Regions from separate parts of the Rattus norvegicus genome. Here region 2 is linked to region 1. The links are chromatin contacts, called in public Hi-C maps. All regions are on one chromosome and are shown on one strand. The core of a region is the stretch at or near the end of the contact, and the rest is flanking DNA. Distances in the headings are between cores, read along the strand shown.

Evidence for each region. Hi-C and Micro-C count contacts between places; a contact is called where the count stands out from the background.
Region 2: a contact with region 1 is called in a Hi-C map of frontal cortex, with 1.8 times the contacts expected there. The contact joins the promoter of Adam23 here to the promoter of Ndufs1 in region 1. A contact is called at or near these places in 2 of 12 Hi-C or Micro-C datasets (Schwann cells and frontal cortex).

The regions. Positions count from the first base shown.
Region 1 is chr9:72,069,797-72,077,435 of GRCr8, forward strand. It overlaps Ndufs1 (NADH:ubiquinone oxidoreductase core subunit S1), which reads right to left and starts at 3,809. Exons shown (of 19, transcript NM_001005550.1): 1 at 3,753-3,809. Eef1b2 (eukaryotic translation elongation factor 1 beta 2) reads left to right here and starts at 4,295. Exons shown (of 6, transcript NM_001108799.3): 1 at 4,295-4,449; 2 at 4,899-5,021; 3 at 5,531-5,657; 4 at 5,944-6,010; 5 at 6,374-6,499; 6 at 6,597-6,795. The coding sequence starts at 4,370. The coding sequence ends at 6,751. LOC120094886 (small nucleolar RNA SNORD51) reads left to right here and starts at 5,789; the gene lies at 5,789-5,866. LOC120094888 (small nucleolar RNA SNORA41) reads left to right here and starts at 6,128; the gene lies at 6,128-6,259. It also overlaps a transcript of Cmklr2 not described here.
Region 2 is chr9:72,351,251-72,358,315 of GRCr8, forward strand. It overlaps Adam23 (ADAM metallopeptidase domain 23), which reads left to right and starts at 5,229. Exons shown (of 26, transcript NM_001393708.1): 1 at 5,229-5,738; 2 at 7,007-7,065. The coding sequence starts at 5,537.

The DNA of each region.
Region 1 (7,639 bases), core at 2,559-5,058:
TTCTCTCACAGTTCTACAATCTGCTTGTGTTATGCTTTTATCTTAAACGCACTATGAACTCTTGGCATTTTCCTCCTTTCAGTACCAATTCCCAAAAGCTAATAAAAATAGGTTTTAAAACAATGCTTCTACATTGCTTTGGGTGTTTTAGAGGCCTAATCTCAGTTACTTGGGACACTAAAGCAGCAGGATCCCATGTTCCCAGACTGCCTAGACCTTGAGTGAGTTCAATACTAACCTGGATAATCTAGTGAGACCCTGACTCAAAAATAAAAAGGTTAACTGGAGAGGCTCAGCAGTTTAAGAGCACATGTTGCTCTTGCAGAAAACCTGGTTTCTGCTCCCAGGGCCCAAACAAAGGCTCACAACCATCCACAATTGTTACTGATGTCCTCTGCAAGTGCCAACACACACAGAGCACACACATACAAGCAGGCAAAGCACTCATATACGAAAAGAGAATAAGCTGGGCATGGTGGTGCACACCTTTAATCACAGTGCCTGGGATGCAGAGGGTGGCGGAGCTCTGAGTTCAAGGCCAGCCTGGTCTACAGAGTGAGTTCTAGCAGCCAGGGCTACAAAAACCCTGTCTCCAAAAGTAAAGAGAGAGGGGGGGGGGAGAGTATGTGTGTGTGCGAGAGAGAGAGAGAGAGAGAGAGAGAGAGAGAGAGAGAGAGAGAGAAGAGAGGGAGAGAGAGGGAGAGAGAGGGAGAGAGAGAGAATAAATTATTTTAAAGTTTTTTTTTAAATCGAAAGTAAAGTGAAGGATGGAAATGTGGCTCAGTGGTACCAAGTGTGAGACAGCTCTAGGTTCAATAACCAAGACTAAAAAATAATTTAAATGAAAGGCCAGAGAGATAACTCAGAGGTTAGCATTGTCATCCATCACTGAAGGAAGTGAGGGCTAGAAGGAAGCAGTTTCTTAATTGAGGTTCCCTCCTCTCAGATGATGTTAGCTTGTGTCAAATAGACATAAAACTATGCAGCACAGTCTCTAAAATCCTTTTCTACAAATTTCTGGGATTACAGATATGTTGTTTTTCTGTTTGTTTTTACCTTTTAAAGATAGTAAAAAAAAAAAGTGATGAGTATATCAACATTAAAAAAACAGTAAAAATGTTTCTCAACAGCAGTAGCAGTACTAATAGAAAATAGTTCAAAAAACAGATTTTTTTCCTTTTTAATAATTAAAAAAAGTGTTTGTTATGTGTTTTGTCTGCATGTATGTCTATTCACCTCAAGGAGGCCAGGAGAGGTTATCAGATCCCTTGGAATTGGAGATACAGACAGCTGCTGAGCTGCCCTGTAATTTTAGGGAATCAGATCTAAAAGAACAGTCTTAACCACCCAGTCATCTTTCCAGTCCCAAAGGTATAGCCTAGGCAGGTCTTGAATTCATGATCCTCCTGTCTATACTTCTTGAACATACGCTGGCATGTGCTACTACAACTGGCTTTTAGCTGTGTAGAGACCAGGCTGGCCTGAAACACACAGAGATTCACCTACAGGCCTCTGCCTCTTAAGTGCTGAAATTAAAAGCATGTACTACCACTTCAGATAAAACAGAATCCTAAACATTAAAGTCTGTAGTTATTATAGATGATATATAATTAAATATTTCATTAGCTTATAATTTAATTTATTTAATTAATTCTTTAAAAATGGAAATCTACAGTTTACAAACTGAATTTGCAGATACCGAGTCTGTTATCTACTAGGTATTGGTTCTTTACCTATAGAGCAAATCTACACTGTTTCTTAGGGTATTATTACTAGGTCAATAATAAAAACAAAGAAAAAAATTGCAGTAAAAACAGCAAGGCAATCAGTAATGGCTATTAACAATCAGTTGTACAGCGATCTTTGTTTGTGGCCCTTTTTCTTATTAAAAACACACCATGTATATATTTTATTATTCTACTTACTAGAGTTGGACAGAGCAGGTAGCTTTAATGCAGGACCACTTCCTTTAGGCTGCACTGGACTATATCCGTAGTACAAACAACAAACAAACCCACAGTACTAAACTGAAGGTGAATCATCAATATTGTTAGCTACTGGACTGTAAGTTCCTTGACAAAAAATTTGGCTATTTCTCTTTTCTGAAGACTAGCAAGTCCCCAAGTAGTTTTGCCACCAAATTCCAGAATGAGCAGTTATCTATCTCTGTTTTAAATGGTACTGATGAGGCTACGCACAGCAGTCTATGCCTGTGGTTGCAGCACTGGGGAGCCTAAAGCATGAGAATCAGGAGTCTGAGGCCAGTCTGAGCTATATACATGGGACCTCATCCCACAAAAACAGCCTGCACTGCATAAAGAGTCTGAGGATAACCTGGCTTATGCACTGTACAGGTTGTTTTGCTGTGGTTTTTTTACTTTGGTGGGTTTTGTTTTTTTTTTTTTTTAGATATATCTCATGTACCTCAGACTGGCCTCAAACTTGCTATGAAGTCAAGGATCAACTTGGACTCCTAAACTTCAGGCTTCCACTTCCCAAGCAAGGGGCAGAATTAGCAACATGTACCACCATGTTCAGCTTCGTATATGTTTTATTGTTGTTGTTGACATTCATTTACTTACTGGATGAAGGTTACCATATACACACAAGGGGGTGGGGCAGGCGCATGAGGAAGTCAAAGGCAACTTTTGAAAGTCAGTTCTCTCTTTCCATCAATGTGGGTCCTGGAGACCTAACTCATGGATGCCAGGCTTAGCAAGCATCGTTACCAACTAAGCTATCTCACCAGCATGCATTTCAGAATATGCATTTCAGACATGGTATCTATCAAATAGGAACAGTAGAGTCCTTACCTAAGCATGCACAAACTCCTCCATTCAATCCTGTCCCAGCCTCCCCCGTCTAGGATTACAGATAAGCACCACCACACCCTGGCATATCTCTACTATCTTGGCTGTAACTAATAAAAATAAAGGGCGTTGATGTTCTGGCTTAGAATAATAGATTCAAAGATGCAAAACTCAGTGGGGGCTGGGGAGGAGATTCCCAGAAATTTTTGTTTCATCTTAAGACATGAATCTTGAGAACACTGCAGCTTCCTGATTTGCAGTGGGACTCAGAGCTAACTTTTTAAGATTCACTTTTAATTTATGTGTGCATGTGCTTGTCTCTGTGTGGTTATGTGCATTTATAAGTGCCGGTGCTCACAGTCCAAAAGAGTGGCAAATTCCCTGTAACAAGGCAGTTGTCCCCCTTCTGACGGAGACAGTGGGAACCGAACTCGGATCTACTCTACAAGGCACTCTTAACCACTTGGCTATCTCTCCAACTCCGACTGAGCTTTTAGTTTTTGTCATTCTCCCCGTCAGTGGAATGAATAAAATACTACCCAACATCATCAATGAACTGGACAAAATAAACAGTAGTGTGGGCAGTTTCAAGATAGCAACTAAAGAGACGCCTAATGTTTAAGTCTTTCCTGACACTGGGAAATGACCCGGTCTCCTCCAGACAGGGCCATCTCCTGTCTTCCCCTGCAGAGAGAAAGTAGCTAGCAAGCCGGAACTCCCAAAGGTTTCCTGATCATCTTGCTTATGCTCCATCAGACCAGAAACTATGGCTAGTAACCTTCACCTGCCGGTTCTCCGGGGTTCTGGAGGTGGCGGGGCAGGAGGTGGTGCCCAGTCAAGGACAAGAGGAGAATGACTTGTTTGACCTAAAGAACACAGTCCTGCTAAGAAAGAAAACACCACTCGAAGCACTTCAACTTTCTCTCTTAAACGCGTCCTCACCTTTCCTCTAGAGCTCACCAAGTTGTCCCGCTGATTTGTCCGGATCCCCCTGACCCCTCAAAACCCAGCCGCTAAGTCAATATGGCGGCCACGGCTAACTCCGTCAGCCTGACCTGGCGGACGGAAAGCCAGGAGGGACAACAAAGCCAGATTCGACAATCTCCCCTCTTTGGACCTGTTCGGCAATTTCCGTCAGCACGAGAGGGAGCCGGGAGAAAGCGGAGAAGACAACTTGGACCTGCAGTTCCGCCGGAAGTAGCCGAGGCCTTGAGGCCGAATGCTTTCGTTCAACTCCGGCTCCTCAAGGGGCGTTTCCTTTAGTTTTAGAATCCTTGGAGGTAGGCGTTTTAAAATGCATCTTTTATTAATTTCCTTCCAAACACAAGGAAAAGCCCGCGGACGACCTGTGGGTCGTCTAATTCACAAGACGCAGTTTTACGTGAAGGAACGAGACTAGTAACGTACTTTGACCTTTAACCTCTAGCCGGTGCAGTGGAGGGAAACGCCTCCGTCTCTATATAAGGACTTTTCCGGCCGGTCCCGGCCCTTTTTCTCCCTCAGCGCTGGCCGCGGGCTTCTAGCGCTCTTTTCCTCCGCTCCCGGTTACAGTCGACGCCATGGGTTTCGGAGACCTGAAAACCCCCGCCGGCCTCCAGGTGCTCAACGATTACCTGGCGGACAAGAGCTACATTGAGGGGTGAGCCGGGAGCCCCGGGGGCCACGTGGCGCGGGCTCGGCGGGAGGGAAGCGGGTCGCCGGAAACTAGGGGAAGCCGAGTTAGGTCTCCCGAGTCTCGGATGCCACTGGAGCAGGACCTCCCTGGAGGGGCTGCCAGCGCAATAATTGAAATAATGCTTGCTCTCCGTGTAACTACGTTCAGCCGGTTCTTCCGCGTCCTCTGACTAGTTAATTTAAACCTGTGGCAAGCCCGAGGTAGCCTTTGAGTTCTCCCAAGTGGTAGAGAATTCTTGGCTTGTACAGATTGAAACATATTTTGTGCACTTCCGATTAGAAGCAATTTAGGTTAGCCCTGTAATAGTTCCCACTAGTAGTTAGTTTGGCGGGTATGGGCTGTGTCATTTACCAGTTAGGTGTTTGTGTCTTTTCTTTTAAAGGTGCGTGTACTTGTTTTTGTGTTACCTGCAGGTACGTGCCATCACAAGCCGATGTGGCAGTATTTGAAGCAATCTCTGGTCCACCACCCGCTGACCTGTGTCATGCTCTGCGTTGGTATAATCATATCAAATCTTACGAAAAAGAAAAGGCCAGGTAAAAGTATCATTGTGCTACCTGGATTTTCGCATGGCAAAGTAGGACCGGGGTTAAAGTTGCTTTAGCATTGTTGACCTAGTGTAAACCAAATTTCTTTGTGACCTTAAATTAAGGCCAACAGACTGAAGTTCTCCATTTTCTCACAGAACAGGTAGAACATGGACAGCTGCAGTTTACAATTTTCCCACACCTCATTAATGTGTTTTGACCTGGGGGAGGGGCACCACTGGGTTGTGAGGGTAGCTGATTTAATTCCTGGCCATTCTTCTAAAACTAAAGAATGGAAGTGGGGATATATAATGAATCTCATTCAGATGTTCATTTTGGAAGAGTAAACCATTGAGTACTGAATACTATGTCTCCTTTAAAGTCAGGTCATTTACCTGGGGTTGTGCTAAGGTTAAGTAACCAGAAGAGATTGTGAGTTACTGGAAAGGAAGATTGTGTGTTTTGCCCAGAAAGAGCTTTGACACCAACCTAATGTTGTAGAATGCTTGTTTTTCAAGCTTGCCGGGAGTGAAGAAATCTTTGGGCAAGTATGGCCCTGTCAGTGTGGCAGATACCACAGGAAGTGGAGCAGCAGATGCTAAAGACGATGATGACATTGATCTCTTCGGATCTGATGATGAGGAGGTATGCCTTTCTCTTTATACAAGTATATTGATAAGGCAGACAGTCTTTACAGCATGACTAACTGGTGCTGTAGCCACTGCCCGGACATGGATCCTGCCTTGGCTTTATTGTCTGCCTTTAAAAATTTATCACTGGGTACATGATGAATAAAATCGAATCACCATCTTTCGGCTGAGCTCCTGATGGATTTGCTTTTTTCTGATGTCCAGTCATTTTTGTGATGACCTTGTCACTACATTTAAGCAGAAGATAACCAACTTTGTGAAATGTTTTTTTCTCTGTACAGGAAAGTGAAGACGCAAAGAGGCTACGAGAAGAACGCCTTGCTCAGTATGAGTCAAAGAAAGCTAAAAGTGGGTAACTTACGGTTTATCTTCATTGTTAGTAATGTGAATGCCTTTGTCTAGTGCTTGGCCTTAAAGTGGGTTTTCCCCCAGTTAAATTGAATGGGTCAATATTTTATTTACATCTTCCACAGCTACTGGTCTGCAGCTGTCTTTATGGTAGCAGTTGTAGCATTCCTCTGTGGGAAAGAAACTGTTACACAATTTAATGCCTCTTTCTTAGCCACATAGAAAGAGGAATATGCGTGACAGACACAAGGCGAGTTGTGTACGTTTTTGGCAAGAAGGTGGCCTGTTTCAAAACAAACAGATTTGACTTAATGGTGAAAATGTTGAGTATTTAGGTGTCGTTCATTTTTTCACCTTTTTTAGAGCCTGCAGTTGTTGCGAAGTCTTCCATCTTGTTAGATGTGAAGCCTTGGGACGATGAGACAGACATGACGAAACTTGAGGAGTGTGTCCGAAGCATTCAAGCGGACGGCTTGGTGTGGGGCTCCTGTAAGTGATGCTTGTGTTTGGGGGTTGGAATTTGGGCATCTTCAGTTTTCCTATCACAAAGAGTTTCCTAACTTTTTTACCCCTTGATCTTTTTTAGCTAAATTGGTTCCAGTGGGATACGGAATTAAAAAGCTTCAAATACAGTGTGTAGTTGAAGATGATAAGGTTGGAACAGATATGCTGGAAGAGCAGATTACTGCTTTTGAGGACTATGTACAGTCCATGGATGTGGCTGCTTTTAACAAAATCTAAATCATCCTTAAGTCTGTGCACTTAAATAAAAGCTTGAAAGATAACCCTTGACTCTTCATTTGCTGTGAGAAATGATATACTTTGTTTTGAAGAAAAGGTGAAGTGGTGGGGACTTGGGCTAGAAAGAGAAATTTTGCTCAGCATTTCAAACCACTTGGGCCATGGTTATCCAGACCAACATGAAGTTGCCTTTTAGCCAACACTATCGTGTCATAGATATAACTAAAAAGAAGATAAAAAATGTGTTATTAAAAATTTAGCGGGGTTGGGGATTTAGCTCAGTGGTAGCTCAGTGGGCCTTAGCAAGCTCAAGGCCCTGGGTTCGGTCCTTAGCTCCGGGGGAAAAAAAATTAGCAATTAATTGTCACCCGATGTGTTCAATACCTTTTTGAAAAGCAGAATGAATCTTGGGCCACTAAGCTGACTCCGAGGGTGCTTACCATTTGGTTCAATCCCTAAAGATAGCGTTATGTCCTGAGAGGAACATTGTATAGGTTTATAAGGTGGTCAAGTGTGGAGGTCTTTCCATTGAATCTGGAAATCTGAACCTAGAGCTGCAGGAAAGTGCTGGGATAAGCAGTGTGCTAAAAGCTACTTGTTGGAAACATTTGTGGGAGATCATACTGCTCAAGAAGTACAGCATGGGGGGCTGGAGAGATGGCTCAGCGGTTATGAGCACTGACTGCTCTTCCAGAGGTCCTGAGTTCAAACCCCAGCAACCACATGGTGGCTCACAACCATCTGTAATGGGAGCCGATGCCCTCTTCTGACAGGCAGGTGTAGATAGACCACTCATATACATACATAAAACATCTTTAAAAAAAAAGTACATCACAGCATTTCAGCTTTGTGTTAAAAATTTGGTACATACAGTAACTAAATGTATTT
Region 2 (7,065 bases), core at 3,979-6,478, 280 kb after region 1:
CTGTGTTTTAACCTCATTTGAATATGTTTGAAATAGCCAATTGGGTGTAACCATGCATCCGCGCCTCATTTGAATCCACCAATCAAGTCCCTGTAACCATGCATCTGCTTCTGTATGCCTGCTTCTGCTCCCCAGAACCCTATAAAAACCTGTCCCTGGTTCTGCTGGGCGCGCCAGTCCTCCCGAGCTGACTGAGACGCCCGCAGGTACCTGTGTATACTGACAATAAACCCTCTTGCTGATTTCATCCAGTGGTCTCGGCCTGGTCATTGGGCTTGGGGATCTCCTTCCTGAGGGAAGATTCTCACTGAGGGTCTTTCACTGATACTTGTCCTATTATCTAAGGTCTGGGAATTAGCTCCAAAAAGGAGGCGTGCCTTCTCCTTAGAAGCCCTTCCCGGTACTAATTTCTTTGAAGAAATTAGTGACAAGTTACTGATACCTGCTGATTTAAAAAAAAAAAACCCAACTGAACAAAATAGAGTGATCAGATTCATTTATTTATATATCTACACACATATTATATATACATGCACATATTATACAATCCAATATATACATAAATATTACATACGTGCATATATACTACACACATATTATACACACAGGTAAAATATCTAGGTTTGTGTCTGTACATGTCCCACAAGTGAATGAGTAGCTGCCAGAGCACAGCCTTGGAGTTTCTCTTCTACCATGTGGATGCTGGGGACAGAACTCAGGTGTCAGGCTTGGCAGCGAGCATGCTGACCTGCTGAGCAAACTTACAAGTCTCAGACTCTTCTGAAAGTAAAGCCCTGCATATCGTTGTACATGCCTTTCTCACTTCTCTACTCACAAGCCACAGGACATAATATGGTTGATCACTTTGAACTTCAATACACACACACACACACACACACACACACACACACACACACACACATATATACATATATATATATATATATATATATATATATGCACACATATTTTGTTGTTAAAAATGGCTGGCTTGATAAGTTAGATCCTGCAGCCTAGTTTTTTTTTTTTTACATTAAGATGGTCATTATTACATTAATTAATCAATCAATTAATGAATTAGATACATATTGTTTTTGCTAGTCTGGAACTTGCTATGTAGTCCAGGCTGTCCTTGATTTCACCTGTATCTGCTTCTTGAATGCTGGGATTAAAGACATGCGTCATTCAGCACACTCAGAACACACACACACACACACACACACACACACACACACACACTCACACAATATGCACACATAAATACATATACAAACACACACATATACATGTGCATACATGCATACAGACGTACACACACATACACATAAACACATACACACTGAGACACACAGAACAAGACTGTGGAAGATACTTATGGTGGGGTATATATATATACCCCAAATCCACTGGGTGGAAGAACCCAGGAAGTACAGTGGAAAAACAAGTTTACGCCCTCCAGATAAAAACAGGAACAAAAAACAGGAACTGACTCCAAGATGTTATGGCCTAGGTGTTACCGCCCATCTGCCAAACAGAAAATGCCAAGATATTCTTTTGTTAAGAACAAAAGCTTCCACATGCATCAGCAAGGCTCAGCAGGGAGCAAACACTGAGGGGGGGCCCAGGACGGTCTGACACCCATGGGTTCTCACAGCAATCATCTTCTACATTTGGTGTCCTGACCAGATTTATGCTCGGAGTCCATTGATGACTGCCACAGTCCAGTGTACCTTTGTTACCAGACTCAGGCTGGCCTTCTGATTTTTCATTCTCTTTGCTTCAGCCAAGCTTGCAGCATTTCTCCTATTGCTACCCAAACACGCCAAGGACCAGCCTTGGCTTAGAGAGCAGTTTCAAGAGAAAGGATGTCTGGGAGCGGCAAAAACAAACAAACAAACAAACAAACAAACAAACAAACAAATAAATAAGGCTCAAGTCAAATCTCGGGTCCAAGCTGGCGGCCTGTGCTCTGCTGGAGAGAGGTTTCTAGACTGCTTTCTCTCTGTCTTGCTTTCTTTCTCTCTGATCTGCTTTCTCTGGAGATTTCTAGATGGGTCTCTCTATTTTCTGCTGAGACAGCTCTCTAAACTTTTCTCTCTTGCTATTCTAAAAAACCCTCTGGATAGCTCATCTCTGGCAGATCATAAGCCCAGTCTTTTACTTTACTTATCAATCCAGTCATTTACTCTAGGTTCCCTTTTGATTATCCTATGAATCAGTGTCCTGTGACCCCAGCCCCTTAATTCTTAGAAAACAGTAAGCACCCAGTTTCTTTTTAACATGCAAAAGTATTCAGAGATCTGCCTGTCTCAGGTAAGCCGATAAGCAAGCTGTGTGGGAACCAGTCCTGAAATTACCATTTCTACCACACCTGGACCTGGACTGTCTGTGTCCCAGGCTGACCTTGAACTCAGGAATCTGCCTGCCTTTGTATCTTTCTGACAAGATCTGAATAGTGTAGTTACCTCTGTACATTTAGATTCATGAAGCCCCTCATAATTCATATTGCATCCTTATATTTTACGTAGTTGAAAATTATACGTTTTTGAACTCATGTTTTTAGAGTTCTTTTCTACAGCCTTAAGGGATGTCCTGAAGGTCCCAGCATTTACCATTTTGCTAAGACATTAGCCACACCTTCTGCTCCTGGACTTATGCTGTCTCTGATTATCATGGAGTCATTAACATTAGGAGGGAGGACATTCCTCCAAGCAAGAATGTAAAATATGTAATTATTATACAAACAAGCCTTACAGGACAGCCATCTACACTCTTGAAGGCCCATGTCTGCTGGCCCTGTCCTAGGGCAGGAACCTTGTCTTTCTGTCCCCACCTAGGCCATACCTGATTCAGCCCAAATACAGTTGTGTTTTGACATCCTCATGTGCCATGGCAGATGTGCATGTGTGCGTGTGTGCGTGCACGCGAGAGCACACACACACACAGACACACAGAGAGACAAAGACCGACAGACACAGAGACGGTTTTTTGTGCCATCAGGGCCTTTACGTGATAGGTAAACACTACACTGCCTGCTTTTGCCGTTTTGATAGGGCAAAGCTGATTTGCATGTGCAGGGCCAAGCATTCTGATAGCGAGCAAGGACGACACTAACTCCAGGCACGGTGAGGGTAAAAATGGGACCATTTAGAAGTAAATTCTATCCCAATAAACTGTCTTACTACCTAAATGAGAATAGTGGATAAATGTAATGAATTCGCCACCTAAAGGATATACGATTCTGCTCTTATCCTTCATCTCAATAGAGAGGCTAAAGAACAAGTTTCAGTAAGTAAACTTTCCTAGGTGGTTTATGCACTTCCTGCCTCCCTTGCTGATCACTCTCCGGCCACCAACAGCATCTGCAAACATTACATTTCTGTATATAGATAGTCTATTTTTCTTTACTATGTGGCATAAGTCAGCAGCCTCTCTTGAACAGCATCCTCACTCCTCACTGGAAACCAAAAGAAATCTCATGCTGCACCCAAACACAGGGTGGTGGGTTATAGCTGCTGGAGATCAGTCAGCCTCTCAGCTCTTAGGTTTGTTTAGAGAGCAGTGAGAGACAATAACGAGATTACAAGAGATACCTTTGAAATAATCTGTGCCGGGACAGCCCCTTCTCTCACTGCCTTCTCCCTTGGAAGCCCTTGTCAATCTTCTTTCTGGCTTCTGGTCTCCCAAGCCTGTTTTCAGCATATATATTGTATCATATATAACTTGAGACAATCTCCTGGCTTACTCATTGACCATGTATTATCCAAGAGGTTTCCCTGGGCCTTAGATATCATATTAGGACCTAGGGCTACAATGTGGATGAAAACCGTTGTTGCCCTCATATGGTGTGTGTGTGTGTGTGTGTGTGTGTGTGTGTGTGTGTGTATGTGAGTGTTAACACTAAACTAATTAAATCCATGGGCCCAATAAATACTCCTGCTGAAATTTGGAAAGAAGTTAAAATCAATATCTGATACTGCAACAGCTCTGCTGTCTGAGGTCTGTGTGCAGGCCTGTCATCTTTGTCTGTCTCTAGAAGTTTTTTTGGTGAAGCTCAGGTAGAGAAGGTGGCTAACAGCCTTGACAGGGATGGTGATGTAAGTATAGGTGGTATGGGCGTTGAGGGTGGGTTCACTTCTTGAGCCCTCCCTGGCCTTCTCCAAGTAGATAATCCTTAGCTCTATTTTAAATATCAATAATGGAGTAAGACACTATTGTTATTACTCAGACTATCCTTGGGAGAGCGAATAAGTTATGTTGGTGTCACCAGAGTCCAGGTGGTGAAAATGGGCCTCAAATCTTAATTTGGAACCAACCAGAATTAGCAGCGGCTGCTAACCCACCCAAACCAGGGAACTGACAGCACTGAACGAAAATACCCCCTTTCTCTGCACAAGATACGACTGGATCTCAAAAATAGAAGTGTGTTCTCAGAAATGCCTGCCCACCCCCAAGGCTGGTTGACAAACGATAGATTTCCCAAGATAGCTGCCACGGTTGCTTTCTAATCTCTGTATTTCTTCTATTCCAGAATATGGTCCGTCACACTTTCTGATTTTAGCTTTCTTCAAAGCCCTATGGGCACAAGGAAGGAGGACCCACGACCCTGCAAGGGGATCCCAGTGGCTCGCTGCCCACAGACGCCAGCCTGCGGATGCACCACAGTGCTTCCCACTGTCATCCCACTCGCTGCTATGAGGAACACAGCTATTTTTACCTCTCTGGCTGCAGCCCTTCATATTTATTTGAAGGAAGGAAATAAATAAAGATTTGAGAAGGAAAATGCATAGTCTCAGTTTTCCCTGCGCTAGAAAGGTTTGGTATAGGAGAGGGTGTTGAGGATGGGCCGCTTTTCTTGGCAAGTTGTTGCCAGATCAGGCCTGAAAACCCCTGCACTTTTCTCTTCAGGGTCATCCCTGACTGCAAACTTCTTTCTCTCTTACCCCCATCTTTGGAGGTGCCACCATCTCTTTTGATGCTGCCTGGGATGCTGCATCACTCTGCACCCCCCTCTCCCCACACCTCCCCGGGGCTCCCTCACTCGAGCATGCGCAGCGCGGCCCATGCAGGCTACAGCATCAGCATCTGCAAGAGCATCAGCATCCGCACCCGAAACCCCGTTCGGGCGCGCTTCCGGAGGGTGGGGTGCAGTACCGCGCTGCGCGTCCCCGACTTTCGCGCCCGCGCCGCGCGTCCCCGCGCCGCTCGCTCCCGCGCGCGCCTCCTCAGCATCCTCAGGCCCGGCAGCAACCCCCGCAGTCACTGGTGCGGCCGCGCCCGCTACTGGGAGGGTGCAGCCGCTGGGGGAGGCTCCAAGTTGGCGGAGCGGCGGGGACCCCCTCTGCGGGCCGCTCCCCGAAAGGCGGAAAGAGTCGAGGAGGGCGCGCCGCCGTCCCCGAGACCCCAACCCCTGACCCCTGCCCGCGGCCGCAGCATGCGCGCCCAGCCGGCGTGACCGGCTCCGCCCGCAGCCGCCCCGCAGCCCAGCCCGGCGCTCTCGCGGGTCACTCGGACCGGCGCCCGGGAGCGATGAGCCATGAAGCCGCCCGGCAGCAGCTCCCGGCGGCCGCCCCTGACGGGCTGCAGCCTGCCCGGCGCCTCCCGCGGCCCCGGCCGCTGCCCCGCCGGCCCGGTGCCGGCCCGCGCGCCGCCCTGCCGCCTGCTCCTCGTCCTTCTCCTGCTGCCTGCGCTCGCCGCCTCGTCCCGGCCCCGTGCCCGGGGGGCCGCTGCGCTCAGCGGTGGGTATGGCCGGTGCCCTTTGCGTTGCCTTCCCCGCGGGGCCCTGGGGAGGAGAAGGGCACGCAGGTGCGTGTACCCCGGACGTGTGGGTCCCCAGCCTGGCCTTCGAGCGCCTCCCTGTCGACCTCTCCACCCTTGTCCGTCCCAAGCCCAGGTTCATGCTAGTTCACTTTTGGAAGTCTGTTTCTGTTGCATTCACTAAAGACCCATTCTAGTGACTGTGGGTTCCACCCTGAGGTATTTGGTGGCTCCTGAGTCCTTTAGCGCTCTCTATGTAACTTCCAGTGACAGGAAGATGCAGTGAGCTAGCAAGTTGCTTCTTGCCTTGGGGAACCTTCATATGAATGCGGAGGGGTGGGGGGAGTGCAATAATAGTGGCAAATGCTTGATCCCTCAAATTCCCCACCCAGGTTTAGACCCTGCTCTTGGAATTAAGGTGAGAGAGGCATACTTTGGGGACCAGAGAATGGAAGTCTCCAAGACACTCTTTGCGCATGACCTTTGGCTGTGTTTTCCCAAAATGCTTGTCATAATGAGCAATCAGAATAATACAATGTTGAGCACACTGGTGATTGGAAGTCACTGAAAGCAGAAAGCTGGCCTTGGCAGTAAAGAGAAAGAAACTGGAAAGTTGCCAGCATCTATATCCCTTTATGGCAAAACAGTTTTTTTTTTTGTACAACTCAAAGTTAGAAAGAAAGAGGAATCACTCATTCATATATATATACATATATATACATATGCATATGTATATATTATGTATACACACATACACACGCACATATGCACGCATCCATACACATATATTTGAAAGAATCACTTTACATTCAGTGTCTATGAATTCAGCACCCAAGTTAAGAGTGTTCTTAGCTTTCAGATGGAGTGATGTTAAGATGTGTACAGTTGAGCTGCTGCATCCTCTGAAGGGGGAGGGGAGGAGGGTCACGACCCTTGAGCTTGTTACTTGCTGACTCTTCTTTAAGCCCATTCTGCCCTCTGCCCCCTCACAGTCCAGACGTTCAGATCTAAGAGGGGATGTAAAAGGTACACACGAGTACAGTATGTGATTGTATAAGCTTCCCTGGTTACCAGCCTATCCAGGCCAAACCACTGTTACAGTAACTTCTCTTTTGGTGTCTCCACTTCCTAACTTCTTAGCAATAGAAAACTTCGCTAATGTAATCAACGGACGGATGCATTCTAGAGCTTGTATATTTACTGGATGTATATGTGTGTGTTTGTGTATATTTGTGCTCCCCCCCCCCAGCTCTGCATTGGAATGAAACTGCAGAAAACAGCCCGGGAGTTGTGGCAGATGAAGACAGC